Regions from separate parts of the Sus scrofa genome. Here region 2 is linked to region 1. Evidence: chromatin contacts called from public Hi-C data. All regions are on one chromosome and are shown on one strand. Each heading gives the region's core, a stretch centred on a gene start, on an enhancer-like site or on the middle of the called end of the contact. The rest is flanking DNA. Distances are from core to core; before and after follow the strand shown.

Evidence for each region. Hi-C and Micro-C count contacts between places; a contact is called where the count stands out from the background.
Region 2: a contact with region 1 is called in a Hi-C map of liver, with 4 times the contacts expected there. The contact joins the promoter of CCHCR1 here to the promoter of TUBB in region 1. A contact is called at or near these places in 2 of 47 Hi-C or Micro-C datasets (liver and retroperitoneal adipose tissue).

What each region holds. Positions count from the first base shown.
Region 1 is chr7:23,244,684-23,252,556 of Sscrofa11.1, forward strand. TUBB (tubulin beta class I) reads left to right here and starts at 3,144. Exons shown (of 4, transcript NM_001044612.1): 1 at 3,144-3,400; 2 at 4,787-4,895; 3 at 5,163-5,273; 4 at 5,549-7,557. The coding sequence starts at 3,344. The coding sequence ends at 6,606. It also overlaps a transcript of MDC1 not described here.
Region 2 is chr7:23,553,177-23,561,049 of Sscrofa11.1, forward strand. It overlaps CCHCR1 (coiled-coil alpha-helical rod protein 1), which reads right to left and starts at 4,974. Exons shown (of 18, transcript XM_021098445.1): 1 at 4,833-4,974; 2 at 3,692-3,758; 3 at 3,400-3,613; 4 at 1,295-1,598. The coding sequence starts at 3,713. It overlaps TCF19 (transcription factor 19), which reads left to right and starts at 6,101. Exons shown (of 3, transcript NM_001167591.1): 1 at 6,101-6,338; 2 at 7,368-7,873. The coding sequence starts at 6,101.

The sequences.
Region 1 (7,873 bases), core at 1,894-4,393:
AGCTACATGGACCTTTGCTCCAATCAATGGCTGAACACATTGTCCCTATTGTCCCTCACATCTGCAGGCTTTAGCCAGCACCTTTGTTAGCCTTGCTCCTAGTTTTCTGGTCCAACTCCTATCCATCCTACCATTCAGTTCAAAAGTCACTTCCTCAGCAAAGCCCTGCTTGGAGTCTTCTCAGCTTTCTGGTGTTCCCCATGTAAACGGTTTCACGGTGGTCTGTGGACTTGTACTTATCCTAATAGTTCCTACCATAGTGTAACCATTACTTTCCATTTCTGCCTAACACCACCCCCTCTTCAAGAACTGTGTCTTTTCCCTAAGGGTCCATCATATTCATTCAGCAGTAGTTACTGCACACCTGGTGCCGCTAGAAGTATTTGGGATTCAATAATGAAACAAATGTAAAATTAATCCTGCCCTCCTGATGAAAGAACACATGAAATAAAAACTCAGAATTGTGTGGATGGAATTCAATTAGAAAGATGTTACGCTTAAAAGGAAACCGTTGACAGGGAAAGCAGGACCCTTCCAGGCTAATAGTGTTAACTTCGTTCTTATGAGTGGCGAACCCAGCTGGCGTCCATGACCCTCGGATCCAAACCAATGGGCCACCATCTTTGATCGCCATCCCAAGGTCCCCTCCTAGCCCAACGTCTCCCTGTCTCATCATACCTAAATTCAGGGAGGGGCGTCAAGTAAGAATAAGTATTATAATCCGAGGAGTAAATTTCCAAGTAGCCTCCGCCCAGTCGTACACAAGGCACGCCCCTCCCGCCCTCCGGGAGAACCAAGATGGCACCCGAGGAGCCGTGGGCAAGGCCCCCCAGAACTCACCTAGTTTGAGTCCCCGCGCGCGCCACCAGTAACGGCCGCGACCCGGGTGGCGCGAGGGCCCGGGCGGAGAGGGGGCCGATTCGCCGATTGGCTCCTGCCGCTGTCTTTCACATTCTGCAGCACGCCGACAGACGCGGCAGCCAACGCGGAGGGACACCCAAGGCCCCGCCCCGTCCCCGCCCCCTTATAGCTCAAAGGGGCGGCTTCTCCAGAGAGACTGAGATCGGTTGGGCGACGCGGTAATCCGAGGCCGCCAAAGGCGCACAGAATAGCGCACCTCGATTGGGCAGCTCTAAGGAACGACCCACTACCGCTTCACCACCCACCGCCCACTTCCCGCGCTGATCTCCAAATTGCGACCACAGAGTCTGGCTGCCAGCGGCGGATAGAGGGGCTTACCATAGTCGTCATCCCGTACATCTAGTGCGGCCAGAGCGACCTTCCTCGGTCCTCCCAGATATGGTGTCCGCTGACTCATGAGAAATGAAAATGGGTTGCGGGTTGAAGTCGTGGCTGAAGGCTGCAGCTTGGCGAATAGACCGTAGGCGTGGCGCTTGAGGACTCATTGCAATGGAAGTTCCTTTCCTTTTGATTTAGCTCGTCTAGAAGTCATATAATTTCCTCCCGTGAGAATACATTTCTGATGGACATTTTGAGGTCATTTTCCTAAAGTAAAGATCCCTAGTTTTGTTAACCATCTTAAAGGCTGACCGAGGTCTTTGAAGGGTCGAAGGATGATAAAGTCATTTATTTCATTAAATTTCGTACTAAGAAAAGAATTGTAAATGTGACATGAATAACTTAGGAAGACCTTTTGCATTCATTATCTCGCTTCATTCTGACTACAACAGTCAAACAGGCTTTTGGTTTTCAGAGAGAACTGGAGCTGTGCAAAGTTAAATAACTTGTTTAGGTTCCCACAGCTAATATTTAAAAGGTGGAGACAAATTGAAACAAGTTTTCCAATTGTAAATTCTTAACTTTCTCGCTGCCCTAAAACATAAACATTCTATTTTAAGTGAGTGGAGGGGGTCTTACACAACTTGATGTTCTTTTATTTAGAAGATGCCTGAGAAATTTGTGTTGAATCCAATGTGAATTAACAGTGATGATCTTGATATCACAAGTCCTTTATTACAGTGCTTACTGCACTCTATTGTTCATACACTTTTCACCAAATTGCAAGATCCTGGAAGACAAGGAGCTAATTTTTAATCATTTTTGTATCCCTAGTTCCTGATTTGGTGGACACTTAGTATCTATCAAGTGAAGAATTGAAGAATACCACTGAGAAGAATACCACTCAGACTTGAGCACATCCAGTTTTTTTCCCCATGACCCCCGCCCCCCCGCTCCTTTTATTTCAATTCTGAAGATCCTGGAAGGTTTCAAATGGTCAGCCTCCCAGTCAGTGAAATCAATGAAGTGAAAAAAACAGCGACTTCGAAGTGTCTAGGGAGGTAGGCTGGAAGACAATGAAATTCTATCAAGGATCTCACCCCACAGTTTTCGGCTTCACAAGAAGGCAAAGGGTTAAACGCTGCTCGAAGGCCCAGATCTCTCTCACCCCCCACCATGGACGGAGAGTTCTGGCATATCCGTTTCTCTAAACCAACTTATTCTTGAACACATCCTCTACACAATTACTCCTCTATCCCGCAAGGCCCTTGATACAATTTTGTTTCTCTTTCAATATCATCATTAAAAAACTCCCAAGGAAATAGCAAGAGGACAATCCCTTCCTTCTTCCTGAAGTATCTGGAGAAGGAGCGGCTTAGTGGAGTTCATGCTTTAGGTCACCGAAGGACCAGCTGTTAGATAGTAGTGCAGGGTGCCGCATTTCTCCCCAGTTTTCGCTGAGCTAAGCAGTCCAGTGTTCCCAAGAGCTACTGCAGCGTGGAGCTTTCAGGGCGTGCCCCTCCACCTCCCAATGTCTGGCACCCCAGGGTTCCCAATTCCTGTATCCCCGAAAACTACTCTCTTTTTGTTCCAAAAAAGTCAGGCATAGCGGGAAAAAACCCTTGCGCAAGGTTACTTTTCACAAAAACCAAACCAAACCAAACCCCCAAACCCAGTACCCACCCATTCGTCCTTTCATATTGCAGCGTGGACAACAATAGAGGACTACAACTCCCAGGGAGGACTGCGCTCGTCCACCTGAGCAGGGACCAATGGACGTCTGATACATGACAGGCACGAACTAATCAGGACCAGACTCTAAGAGGCTTTGTCTCCTCACGGTGGCGCGGGGCGAGTTCTCCCGCCTCCCGGCCCCCGCGCACGCGCGCCCCGCCCTGCCCGCCTTTCCTCCCGCGCCCTCCCCTCTCCTTTCTCCCTCTCAGAACCTTCCTGCCGCCGTGTTCGGACCTCGCTGCTCCAGCCTCCGGGGCCCGTCCCATCCTTCCAGCCTGCGACCGGGAGCAGAGAAAAACAAAATTACTTATCATTTTCTTGCCCCGTACACACCTTGAGGCGAGCAAAAAGATTAGAATAAATTTTAACAATGAGGGAAATCGTGCATATCCAGGCCGGTCAGTGTGGCAACCAGATCGGTGCCAAGGTAAGATTTTTTTGTTTAACCTCTTTAAACTATATTTCTTAGTGAGAAAGAAAAAAAAACCCAGGTAAATTAAAAAGAATGGTTGTGGAACATTTGCATTCTCCATCCGTAGTCAAGCCTTGCCCCCCAAAAGTTTTATATGTATAAAATACGCGTTTGTAGTTAGGGTCTGCTTTTGAAAAATGGGGAATTCTTTACTCGGCGGGTTCATTTTGGGGAAGCTGTTAAAAGCACCCTGTAGGTTTAGGAGGCGGGAAAACCGAGCTTCTGTAAAATTTTACTTAAAAGGGGATCTCCTAACGGTCCGAGGACTTGGGGAGCTCGAGGGAGATGCGGAAACGGCCGGAGACAAAGCGAGGCGAGGTTTTCCCCATGTGCATTCCCCTTGGCGGGGCTTTGTAGGGCTAAGCTGAAGGGGGAAGGGGCGAGGCTGGCGGGCAGCCGCAGATAGGTCGGATCCAGAGGTGGGGGAACGCGATGCACCAGAGTGGGCTGCAGTACTCGATATCCTTTGCAAAAGCTCAGGGGTCTCCGCGCGCCTGCAATCCCCAAGGGGTGATCGCTCAATTTTTCGTGCTGGAAGGCTAATACGTGCTGGATTAACTTTAGTTCCTTTCATTTACCCTAACGGAGACCCTTTTAGGGCGTGAACAGAAAAATGGGAAAGACGGTGTCCTTTCTTTAAAGGGTCCCTTAGAACTAAAGAGTAGGACAAAAGAAAATCCTCAAAGCAAAGGAGAAAAAAAGGGTAGAAATAAAATTCCGAGGCCAAGAGGGGGAGGGGTTTTTTCCTCTTTGCGCGCGGTTACAGTGTAGCGGGGGAGGGGCGGGGAGGAAGTGCGGCTGCAACGTTGTAGCAGAAGGGCGGGACCCGGGCGCCCCTAGCGCGCGGGGACAATACAGCCTGGCTGGCCGGCGGGGGGCGCACTAGTCCCGCCCAAGCCCCGCCCCTAGCGCTCAGGATTTGCGGTTCGCCCCCGCCCAAGCGCTGCGCCTCCCTTTGTCGGCGGCTTAACCTGCGCGTGCGCTGCCGTCACGTGCAGGGCGGGGGTGGTCGCCTTCTGCATTGGCTCCCGCCCCGGGCTCTTTGTGCCCAGTGTGAGGGGCGGGGAGAGGTTGCGCTTTCCGGAGCTGGTTGATTGCCTCCATCTACTAACCCTGGCGCCCGCGATCGCCGGGCCCTTCCAGCCACACATCTCACAATCAGTGAAAGCTGCACCCTTCCCGGGGGTGCCACTGTCTCGGGGAAGGGTGTGGCAGGCGGAAGGAATGCTGGACCCTAGGGGAGAGCCCACTACGGGAGTGTCGGGAATGTAAATGGGGGGGGCGGAGATTGTAAGGGACTGGATCCTGAGCTGTTGAGGACCCATTGCTCTCGCCCGGCAGTTCTGGGAGGTGATCAGTGATGAACATGGCATCGACCCCACCGGCACCTATCATGGGGACAGCGACCTGCAGCTGGACCGCATCTCCGTGTACTACAATGAAGCCACAGGTGAGGGCGGGGGCCAGGGAACGACAGGTCCCATCTCTCCCTAGGGTCTCTGTAGCCCTGGGGCGCTCCTTATTCCCTCTGAATGAAGCCATCCAGTTCCTTTGGAGGCTTTTCTTCACTCCCCACCCCTGGGTCCCCAAAAGTGGCTCTGCTGCCATCTTGTGGCAGCGCCTGGAATCACACATTTGGGTCCCTGGCTGTCTCCCAGCCCCTGATTATTTATCTTTAACTCTGCTAATTTTCACTCTTCTACTTTATTCCCTGTAGGTGGCAAATATGTTCCTCGTGCTATCTTGGTGGATCTAGAACCTGGGACTATGGACTCTGTTCGCTCAGGTCCTTTCGGTCAGATCTTCAGACCAGACAACTTTGTTTTTGGTAGGTTACACAGATAGTAGCAGATGCTGTTAATCTACTTATTTGGGTGCAAGGGTACAGCAAACTCTGGGAAATGATTGTAGTGGAGAACTTAATACAGAGCTGTGTTTTCAAATCTAATGCTTTAGATAGTGAATTATTGGCGGAGGGGGTGGTCACTGGAGGGAGAAAGAAGATATATCCATTGGCATTAACTCTGCAAGTCGAAAGGTAGGAATGTGGTTATGTATCTTCCACATTTTACTAATCAAGCTTGTCTTCTGACTCCATTGCAGGTCAGTCTGGGGCAGGCAACAACTGGGCCAAGGGCCACTATACAGAAGGGGCTGAGCTGGTTGACTCAGTCCTGGATGTGGTTCGGAAGGAGGCTGAGAGCTGTGACTGCCTTCAGGGCTTCCAGCTGACCCACTCGCTGGGCGGTGGCACAGGCTCTGGAATGGGCACTTTGCTCATCAGCAAGATCCGTGAAGAATATCCCGACCGCATCATGAATACCTTCAGTGTCGTGCCCTCACCCAAAGTGTCTGACACCGTGGTTGAGCCCTACAACGCCACCCTCTCTGTCCATCAGTTGGTGGAGAACACTGATGAGACCTACTGCATCGACAATGAGGCCCTTTACGACATCTGCTTCCGCACTCTCAAGCTGACCACGCCAACCTATGGGGACCTGAACCACCTTGTCTCTGCCACCATGAGTGGTGTCACCACCTGCCTCCGCTTCCCTGGCCAGCTCAATGCTGACCTCCGCAAGCTGGCAGTCAATATGGTGCCCTTCCCACGTCTCCACTTCTTCATGCCCGGCTTTGCCCCTCTGACCAGCCGTGGAAGCCAGCAGTACCGGGCCCTCACTGTGCCTGAGCTCACCCAGCAGGTCTTCGATGCCAAGAACATGATGGCTGCCTGTGACCCCCGCCATGGCCGGTACCTCACTGTGGCTGCTGTCTTCCGTGGGCGCATGTCCATGAAGGAGGTGGATGAGCAGATGCTCAACGTGCAGAACAAGAATAGCAGCTACTTCGTAGAATGGATCCCCAACAATGTCAAGACGGCTGTCTGCGATATCCCTCCCCGTGGCCTCAAGATGGCGGTCACCTTCATCGGCAACAGCACGGCCATCCAGGAGCTATTCAAGCGCATCTCAGAGCAGTTCACTGCCATGTTCCGCCGAAAGGCCTTCCTCCACTGGTACACAGGTGAGGGCATGGACGAGATGGAGTTCACTGAGGCTGAGAGCAACATGAATGACCTCGTCTCTGAGTACCAGCAGTACCAGGATGCCACCGCAGAAGAGGAGGAGGATTTCGGTGAGGAGGCCGAAGAGGAGGCCTAAGGCCGAGCCCCATCACCTCAGGCTTCTCAGCCCCCTCAGCCTTCTTCAACTGCCCCTTTCCTCTCCCTCAGAATTTGCGTTTTCTGCCTCTTGTTTTTCTTTGGGGGGGGGGTCTATCTAGAACAGTGCCTGGCACATAATAGGCGCTCAATAAATATTTGTTGTTTGTTGAATGTCTCCTCTCTCTTTCCACTCTGGGGAACCTAGATTTCTGCCATTCTGGGTAACCCTGTGTTTCCTTCTGGTGCCCACTTCCTCCCATCTGCCCAGTAAACATTTCCCTGTTTTTGAGATAATGCTTCAAGAAGCTGGGTTCCAACCAAATCCCATTTAGAACCTGATAGATGACCACCATCCTAGGCCTGAGAAGTAGCCCGGGGGAAAGGAGATGCAGGAACCTCCCCTGTCCCTGCAAGGAAAGGGTGGGGCTTTGGAGAGGGGCCTCCAGGCTGTTGAAGTCCTAATTTCCATTTATCTCCCTACTCCTCTCAGCTTCTGGGGGGGTGTTAACAGTATTATCTCCATTTTCAGTCTCCCTCCAAGCTCTGTCCTGAGTTGTTTGCTTGGTAGGAGTCTGGCCCCGACCCTGTCCAGAGGAATCCTTCTTCCCCTTTACCTCCTTGGATTCCTCTCCTCTGTTCAGAAAAGGGTCAAGGGGAGCAAGGGAGAGATGAGCCATGTCCCTAAGCCTATCTTTTTACACGAAAAAATGAATATAAGCCCTTCTGTACATACATGGACAGGTGTGTGCTGTCACCCTAATGTCATTTGCCAGAGAGGGGACAACATCTTTTCGGCAACATCTCATCTCTTAACTTTTTTGCTATTGCCTTTCCCCCCTACTCTTGGTTTTGTTCTATTCTACACTTCTATTTTGTGTTGAACTTGCTTTTTTTCATATTGAAAAGATGACTGCCCCAAGAGCCAAAAATAAATGGGAATTGAAAAACAGTTGCGAGATGTGTGCTCATTCAGGGAAAAAACACTGGTGGAGGAATGGGGCTCAAGTTCAGTTACACCATATACTGTTTCCATAAGTTGATATATGTCTTTATTCTTTAATCCCTGGTCTCAATAACTGGGATGGCTGGAGGCCCAAATGCAGTAGAAAAGGGAATTGAGGTCAAGTAAGTGGTTACCAGACCAGCATCATCAGTGTCTCCCCGATTAAATGGAGATTCCCTGCCCAGAACCCAACAAACTGGTTGGACCGAGGCAATTTTAACAGTGATCCAGAAGAATCTCAGGAATGCAAAGCCACTTGTAG
Region 2 (7,873 bases), core at 3,724-6,223, 310 kb after region 1:
GTCTTTGGCCACCCCACAGTATATAGAGCCCCCGGGCCAGGGATCAGATCTGAGCTATGGTTGCGACCTAAGCTGCAGCTGTGGCAACTCCAGATCCTTAACCTACTGTGCTGGGCTGGGAATCGAACCCATGTCCCAGTGCTCCCAAGATGCTGCCAATCCCATTGTGCCACAGCAGGTTCTCCCCCCAAACTTTCTTCTAATGCCTTTATGGTTTCATTTCTTAACTTGTCAACTAGTTAAGGTGGCTTTCCCAAACCCCAGACCAGTTAGGCCTTCTTTGTCCCTCTCCTTGGCACTTCTCCCAACTGCAACGAATTTTTTTGTATGCTTGTTTTGCTTTTTTAGGGCCGCACCCGCCGCATATGGAGGTTCCCAGGCTAGGGGTTGAATTGGAGCTGTAGCTGCCAGCCTACACCACAGCCACAGCAACACGGGATCCGAAACACATCTGCAACCTATACCACAGCCCATGGCAATGCCAGACACTTAACTGAGCAAAGCCAGGGATCGAACTCGCATCCTCGTGGATACTAGTCGGGTTTGTTAACTGCTGAGCCATGACGGGAACTCCCTGCAATGAATTAATTAGGACTAAATCAAGCGCTGAATGTATGTGTCCCCCAGCAGGCTGTCAGCTCCACCCAGGAGGGCAGGGACTCAGCTCACCCCAGTGTCCTGTCTCCTGTCTCAGGGTGACAAAGGGTAAGCACGGATAAATGCTTGCTGAGTCAATAATCTCTCTTTCCCAGTCCATTTTAGGACACCACTACCATCTCCCCCCACCCCCACCCCCAGTGCTCCCAGATGAACTGGGTACCTGGAGTAAAGTAGGAAAACAAACTACTTCCTACTGAAGAGGAACAAGGGGGAGTTCCCGTCATGGCGCAGCAGAAACGAATCCGACTAGGAACCATGAGGTTTCGGGTTCGATCCCTGGCCTCGCTCAGTGGGTTAAGGATCTGGCGTTGCTGTGGCTGTGGTGTAGGCCACCAGTTACATCTCAGATTAGACCCCTAGCCTGGGAACCTCCATATGCAGCGGGTGCGGCCCTAAAAAGATAAAAGAGAGAAGAAAAAAAAAGAGGAACAAGGGCTTCAAGTGGTGGAAGGTCGCCTGAGTCCTGGGGGAAAAGGGCAAACGGAATATAACCCACACAGCCAGGTTCCTCTTCCCAGACACCTGTTCTTTTCACCTTCATCAAACAGCTCATTACTCTTTTCTGCAAGACCTGCTGTTTACTGAGGAGCTCCCGCCCAGATCACTACTGAGCCCTTCCCAGGGCCACATTCACCTCCTCTTGGTGCAGCCTCTGAACCTCCTCCAGCTCCCGCTGGCTCCCCTCTTCCAGGTTCTTCCGGACAACCTCAGCCCCGGCCAGGGCAGCACGCAGGCCCTCGGCCTCAGCACGGCCGGCCTTCTCCGCCCGTGCCAGCGCCTCCAGCTCCATGGCCTGGGACTCCAGCCTCATCTTCTGCTGCAGCGAGGTCTCCCGCAGCACCCGGACCTCCTCCTCGAGCCGCCGCAGCTCTTGCAGCTGCCGAGAAATCAGCTCAGCCTGCTGGCTCAGGGCCTGCGACCCCGCCAGCTCCACGGACCTTCAAAGACAGGTTAGCACAGGTGAGACCTGTCTCTGGTGCCAGCAGGGTGGCCAAGGCACAAATGGAGACCGGAAGAGGAGACGATTCCTCTGCTCCAGAGAGGGGGGACGGCAGGGGATGAAGCTGGGCTGTAGCGCTCTCCGCATTTCCATCACCATCATCATTCATGGCCCTACTACGCACATCTGGGCCCACAGGACCTAAAAGCTAGCTGAGTTCCTGGAACATGCTCTATCTCAAGGTCAATATACAGCAGATGTGTTAAACATCAGATGTGCATATTATTAGGCTGCATATTCTGAACTGGAGAAGTTGGAAGGACATTCAGAGACTTCTGAATTCTTTTTTTGGTCTTTTGTCTTTATAGGGCCACACCTGTGGCATATGGAGGTTCCTAGGCTAGGGGTCAAATCAGAGCTGTAGTTGCTGGCCTACACCACAGCTCACAGCAACGCCGGATCCTTAACCCATTGAGCGAGGCCAGGGATAGAACCTGCGTCCTCATAGATACTAGTCAGGTTCGTTAACTACTGAGCCATGATGGGAACTCTGACTTCTGAATTCTGATTTAAGGGTGAGGAAAAGTTTGAGGAAGGTGCAAAGAGAGGTCACAACTTCCAGTGTCAATATGGCAGGGCCAGACGCTAGGGGAAAGTCATATATTGAGTTCCTGCTGGGGAACAATAGATTGGCTGCATCTCTGGAGCACTGGGATGCAGGTTCAATCCCTGGCCCAGCATAGTGGGTTAAGGATCTGGCATTGCTGCATCTGTGGCTCAGATCTGAGTTCCTGGCCCGGGAACTCACTATGCCTCAGGGCAGTCAAAAAAAAAAAAAAAAAAATCAGTTGAGTGTTAGGTACTCATGAGATGTCTGAGAGGGTAGCACTTCCAATAAATTACATAGTCTCAACCAGTCTACTGGTGTCGCATAAAGTTTAAACCAGCTTATCCCATGGCTCTTGACACAGCTTCCTCACTGAGGCCCAGAACAGCATTTTTTTGTTGCTGTTCAAGAAGCAAAGATCTGCAGCCTAGAGTCATTAAGTGACGGCCAAAGGACTCCCAGCTGGTAGCCACATTAGCCACAAAGAGTCTGACTCTCACTCCAGTGCTCCCCTTTTGTCATCATGCTCTTTTCTCTTTGATGGGATCCAAGGTCGACCCATCTGCAATCCTGCTCTTGAGCAAAATGGCAGGATGACGTTCCAATACATTTGGGAGAAGACACCCATGAAACATCAAGAATGAGAATTTTCACAGGTAACACACTGACAGATGGCACGGACAGCTCCCTCAGGACGAATCCTCGCTACCACAGCACATGGCCTGTTCTCCCCGCAGGTACTGCATCTTACCTTATTCTACGCTTAATACAATCGGCTGTGGGTCAACCTATTTCCTCCCTTAGAATTTTTTTTCTTTCTTTTTTGGCTGCACCTGCAACATGTGGAAGTTTTCAGGTCAGGGAGCGAACCTGTGCCATAGCAGCTACCTGAGCCACTGGACTTACAAGGCTGGATCCTTAACCCTTTTGACACAAGAGAACTCCTTCCCTTAGGATTTTAAATTCCATGATATCAGGATCTTTCTTTTTTCTTTTTCAGTTTTGATACCCCTGTCCCTAGCATCAAGCACATCATCTTATTATTATTTGTGCACTGTAGGCACCAACAATTGCTTATGTACAAATGAAGAAATCATGGAATGAAGGGCTGAAATAGGGTAAAGGAATCTATTTCAGTGAAGAAGGGACAGTGGCAAGCAAGCCCGAGAAAACAGCAACAGGAGATCCCTACCTGCCTCGCCACCCTGGCTCCTGCCCTTTGCCAGAAACTTCCTTTTCCCACATGGTCACTTGAGGTCTCTGGTTGTCTGACAGCCTCTCTAAGACATCTTGATGGGCCGGGGGCTGGACCAAGGGAATGTCTGAGACCCAAGGGGGAGCCATTCTCGGCAGAGTTGGATGGGGCCGAGCTTGGAAGTGGGATGGGGGTATCAGCCTGGTGGAACCTGAGGAATCGTAAGGACAAAGATGGTCAGTTTCCCAGGGGGACACAATCACCAGTTCCCTTGCAAGATCCCACTGACCTGAACGTCGAAACATCTCCATATCATCTGAAGTCTCTAGATTCTGTGTCCAGTCATCTATGTTCTCCTGGACAATAGGAGAAACAAGGACACTCCAATTCAATTTTCAAGCCCCCTTCCAAAGAGAGAGCCCCTACAACAGCAAAGTCAAAAGCCTTAAATAACAGCCAGGGATGGCCGACTCTTAGCTCCTCTTTTCCTACTTCCCAAAAGAAGCAGGAAATATCTGAAAATCACTTGCTTGTCTCAATCTGGTTCCTAACAGAACTATGGCAACAGCCACGAGATGGAACAAATTTACTGAGACAGGCTGGGAAGCTCTTAGGTTTTGTTCATACTTGTAGAATTCTGGGCAGTGCCTTTACCCTCCTCCTTAAGTTTCTACAGTCTCTGCTGTTCCTGGATGGAGATGACGAAGGTGTGCGGTGCAGGGGCTGTGAGCCCAATCGCCGGAGTTCTCTCCATGGCTCAGCAAGGCCTTGGGGAAGCCCATCCAGACACCACCAAGCCATGACTCCTGGGTCCTTCCTTATCAAAGCGCTGATCCAAAGCCTGGCCCCAGATGAGCATGGCTACATGTAGAGCAGGACACCTATGGGGCCCCCAGGGAATCCAGGCAGCCTAGACCCCTTGGCAGAAAAGTCATCTCATCCAAACCCTTCCAGCAACTCCCTGCTCAGTTTCTCTCTACTGTCCTCTCAGTTTCCATTCCTGTCTCCCACCAGCCTCTCCAGAGCCCCAGACAAGAGACGGCTCTTCAAGATCTCCCCACCCTCCCACCCGAATCCATCTATTCCCCCCCCCAATCTGAGATTCCTATGCCCCTCCCTACATCCTAATTTGCTTTGATCCAGAAGGAATTATTCTGGTCCCCCACGCTCATCTCTCAATTCAATTGCCTGCTCTCCCTCCCGCCTCTCCCGCAGATACTCCTGAGCCTTCGCCCTGCTGGACGAGGAGCTCTAGGGCTGTTCTGACCACTTCATTTGTCCTTTTACCCGGACCCTGTACCCCTCCACCCTGTGGACCCCTGAACCCACCCCCGCACCCCCTCTTGGCCCTTCCCGCCCCCAACCGACTCTTCCCGAATACCCCTTACCCAGCGCGAGCGACCCCTCTGCCCTTTGACCACACCCCCTACCCCTAGCTCAGAAGCGCGGCCTCAGCCCCTGACCGCGCCTGCGCAAAGCGGGCAGGTTGGCGGGACGCTCTAAAGCCCTTCACCCTTCCGGGAGGAGGAGGGGAAGAGGTGTACGCAGGCGCGGTAGTCTAAAGCCCGGCCCAATTATGGCACTGAGGGCATCTCCGCGCCCTGGCGGCTCCTCCCAACTCCGGGAACCCGGGAAAACTTGTGAACTAATCAGAAAAAGCGGAAGGCGGGAGATCGGAGACCCTCCCAGCGCGTCGCCCAATGGAGAGAAGGAGGGCAAAAGAGATGGCCAATCAGAAACGGCACGGGGGGCGGGCTCTCTCGGCGCGAAGTTCAGACCCGGGAATTCCGAAGGCGGGGTCGGTACTGCCCGCGCGCGGAGACGGCGCCCCTCCTGGCCCCGGCTTCCTCGCTGTCAAACAGCCGCTGGAGCACCAGCCCTGGCCGGAGCCTGAGAGATCCTGAGCTGCCGCACAGGCTGGCACTGCCCGGAGAGGGGACCGCTTCGAGACTGCACCTCGCGGTAGATAAGAATCTGGATTGCGGCGGGGAGGGAAAAGGCTGGGTTTCCCTCGCATGATCCCGGGAAGCCCTATCCTGTCTTTAATCCCACCTGGAGAAGTCGGGAAGCAGGGGTTTAGATCCGCTTTGTTAGAGAACATAGAGACCCATTTGCACTGCCTTTGGAGGGATGACAGTGGATAGACTTCCCACGGGGGTTTAAGCTATCTAGTTATGAGTGAGGGGTTGGCCAGAAGAGCGAGGCGCAGGCTAGCAGGTGGGTTACTCTGTTTGGATTAGCAGAATTGACAGGAAACTTCTCCAAATTACACTGAGGTGACAAGTTAGTATCACACAGAAGCAGGACCCCAGTCCTCCCCCCTTGCAATTCGCATATTCCCCAGAAGCTGCCTAACGTATTGTTGCCTGGCACAGACTTGAAGGCTCCCGGAATATTCTGCAGCCTGAGGATCTGATTCAACTTCGTGCCATAGGACATCTTCGTCTTTGCACTATACTGGGACCCTCACGAAATTTTTCAGTTGGAAAACTGTTGACAGCCAATCTTGCATCGAATCCTAGGCCCTTGCACTCTGAATTTACACTATTCGGGGAGCGTGCCCAAGGTTGAGATTGCACAAAGCACAGTTCAACTCTGCATCAGAGGGAAAGAGAACTTAGGCCAGCTGTGCATGGCCCAGGATTGGGAAGTGATGGATTCCTGAAGTGGAAGAGGTGGTGCAGAGGGGGCACCGCCCATGCTGCCCTGCTTCCAGCTGCTGCGCATAGGGGGCGGCAGGGGTGTCGACCTTTACACCTTCCACCCCCCAAGTGGGGCTGGCTGCACCTACCGCTTGGGCTGCAGGGCCGACCTGTGTGATGTGGCCCTGCGGCCCCAGCAGGAGCCCGGCTTCATCTCGGAAGTCCACGCGGAGCTGCACGCTGAGCGCCGGGGTGATGACTGGAGGGTCAGCCTGGAGGACCATAGCAGCCAAGGTGAGGAGTGAGCAGAGCAGCCTTATGCCTGGGCAATGGCAGTTCTGGGCTGCAAAGTCTCCACAGGGACCATTGCCTGCCTTCCACCCAATCTCCCCTTTGGGCTGGCTGGATGGTTATCACCCAGACCTGTCCTCCCACCAGAAATGTGCAGTGTCAGAAGCTCTTTGTGGAGCTGACCTTGTTTAGCTCATTCAGGGGCGGGAGCATCATCAGAGAAGTATCGCAGTGGGTTGTCCTGGGGCCAAGCTCAGACTTGACCAAGTTTCCAGACTTGTTCCCAAGTTGGCACCTTGTTCTTGGCTTAGGGCAGTTACATGTTGAATTGTTTTAATGATCTGAACCTATGTCTTACTCCTTTGACTCGGAGGCAATTACAGTCTCAGAAGGCCTGGGTTCACATCTGAGTGGTGCCACTGACCCCCGGCAGCGTCCCTCAGGCCTGTCACTTCACCTTTCTAGGTATTAGTTTCCTCCTAGGTAAACTATAAGCCTTTCTTAGGTCTGTTTTGGTTGGGAATGTTGTGAGGATTGGATAACTAGTGGCCAAGATGCACCTAGTGCTTACTGTTACAAGCCAGAACTGTCCTAAATGCACTAAATGTAGGTGAGCACAAATATCCCCACTTTCCAGACAAGGAAAATGAGGCACAAAAGTTGTCCAGGGCCACATGGCTGGTTAAGTAGTGGAGCTTGGATTTGAACCTAGACAATCTGAACTATGCGGATAGGTGTTGAGGCGGAGCTGGGTGAGTGAGCATCTCTGAGAATCAGACCTCAGTAGATTGAGGGAAGGAGCTTTTTCCCTCCATGCCTCCAGTGGGAGGGCATAAGAAACAAAAATTTGTTCCCAGTTCACAAAGAGCTTGCTATCTGGTGTTACCTGCGAAGGGACTTAGAACATGAGAACTGGATAACAGATGCAATGTTCTTCCTCGTGTTCCCCAGAAAATCAAACAGGACCAGATCTCTCCACTTCTGACCCACCATTTGTTTCTGTCGTTCTGTCTGGTGTCCCACCACCAACAGGGACTTTGGTCAATAATGTCCGACTCCCAAGGGGTCACAGGCTGGAGTTGAGTGATGGTGACCTTCTGACCTTTGGCCCTGAAGGGCCCCCAGGAACCAGCCCCTCAGAGTTCTACATGTTTCAGCAAGTCCGAGTCAAACCTCAAGATTTTGCTGCCATCACCATCCCACGGTCCAGGGGAGAAGAGGGAGAAACCAGAGCTGGTTTCCGGCCTATGCTGCCCTCCCAAGGGGCCCCCCAGCGCCCCCTCAGCACCCTCTCCCCCACCCCCAAAGCCACCCTGATCCTCAACTCCATCGGCAGCCTCAGCAAGCTCCACTTGCAGCCGCTCACATTCTCTCGGAGTGGGAGTGGGCCGCAGAATCCACCCGTTTCCACGACTCCTGGGGAAGTGAGGACCACCCCTTCGGCCCCACCCCCAAGAAACCGGAGGAAATCCGCTCACCGCGTGTTGGCAGAACTGGACGATGAGAGAGAGGCTCCCGAGAGCCTCCCACCCGTGCTT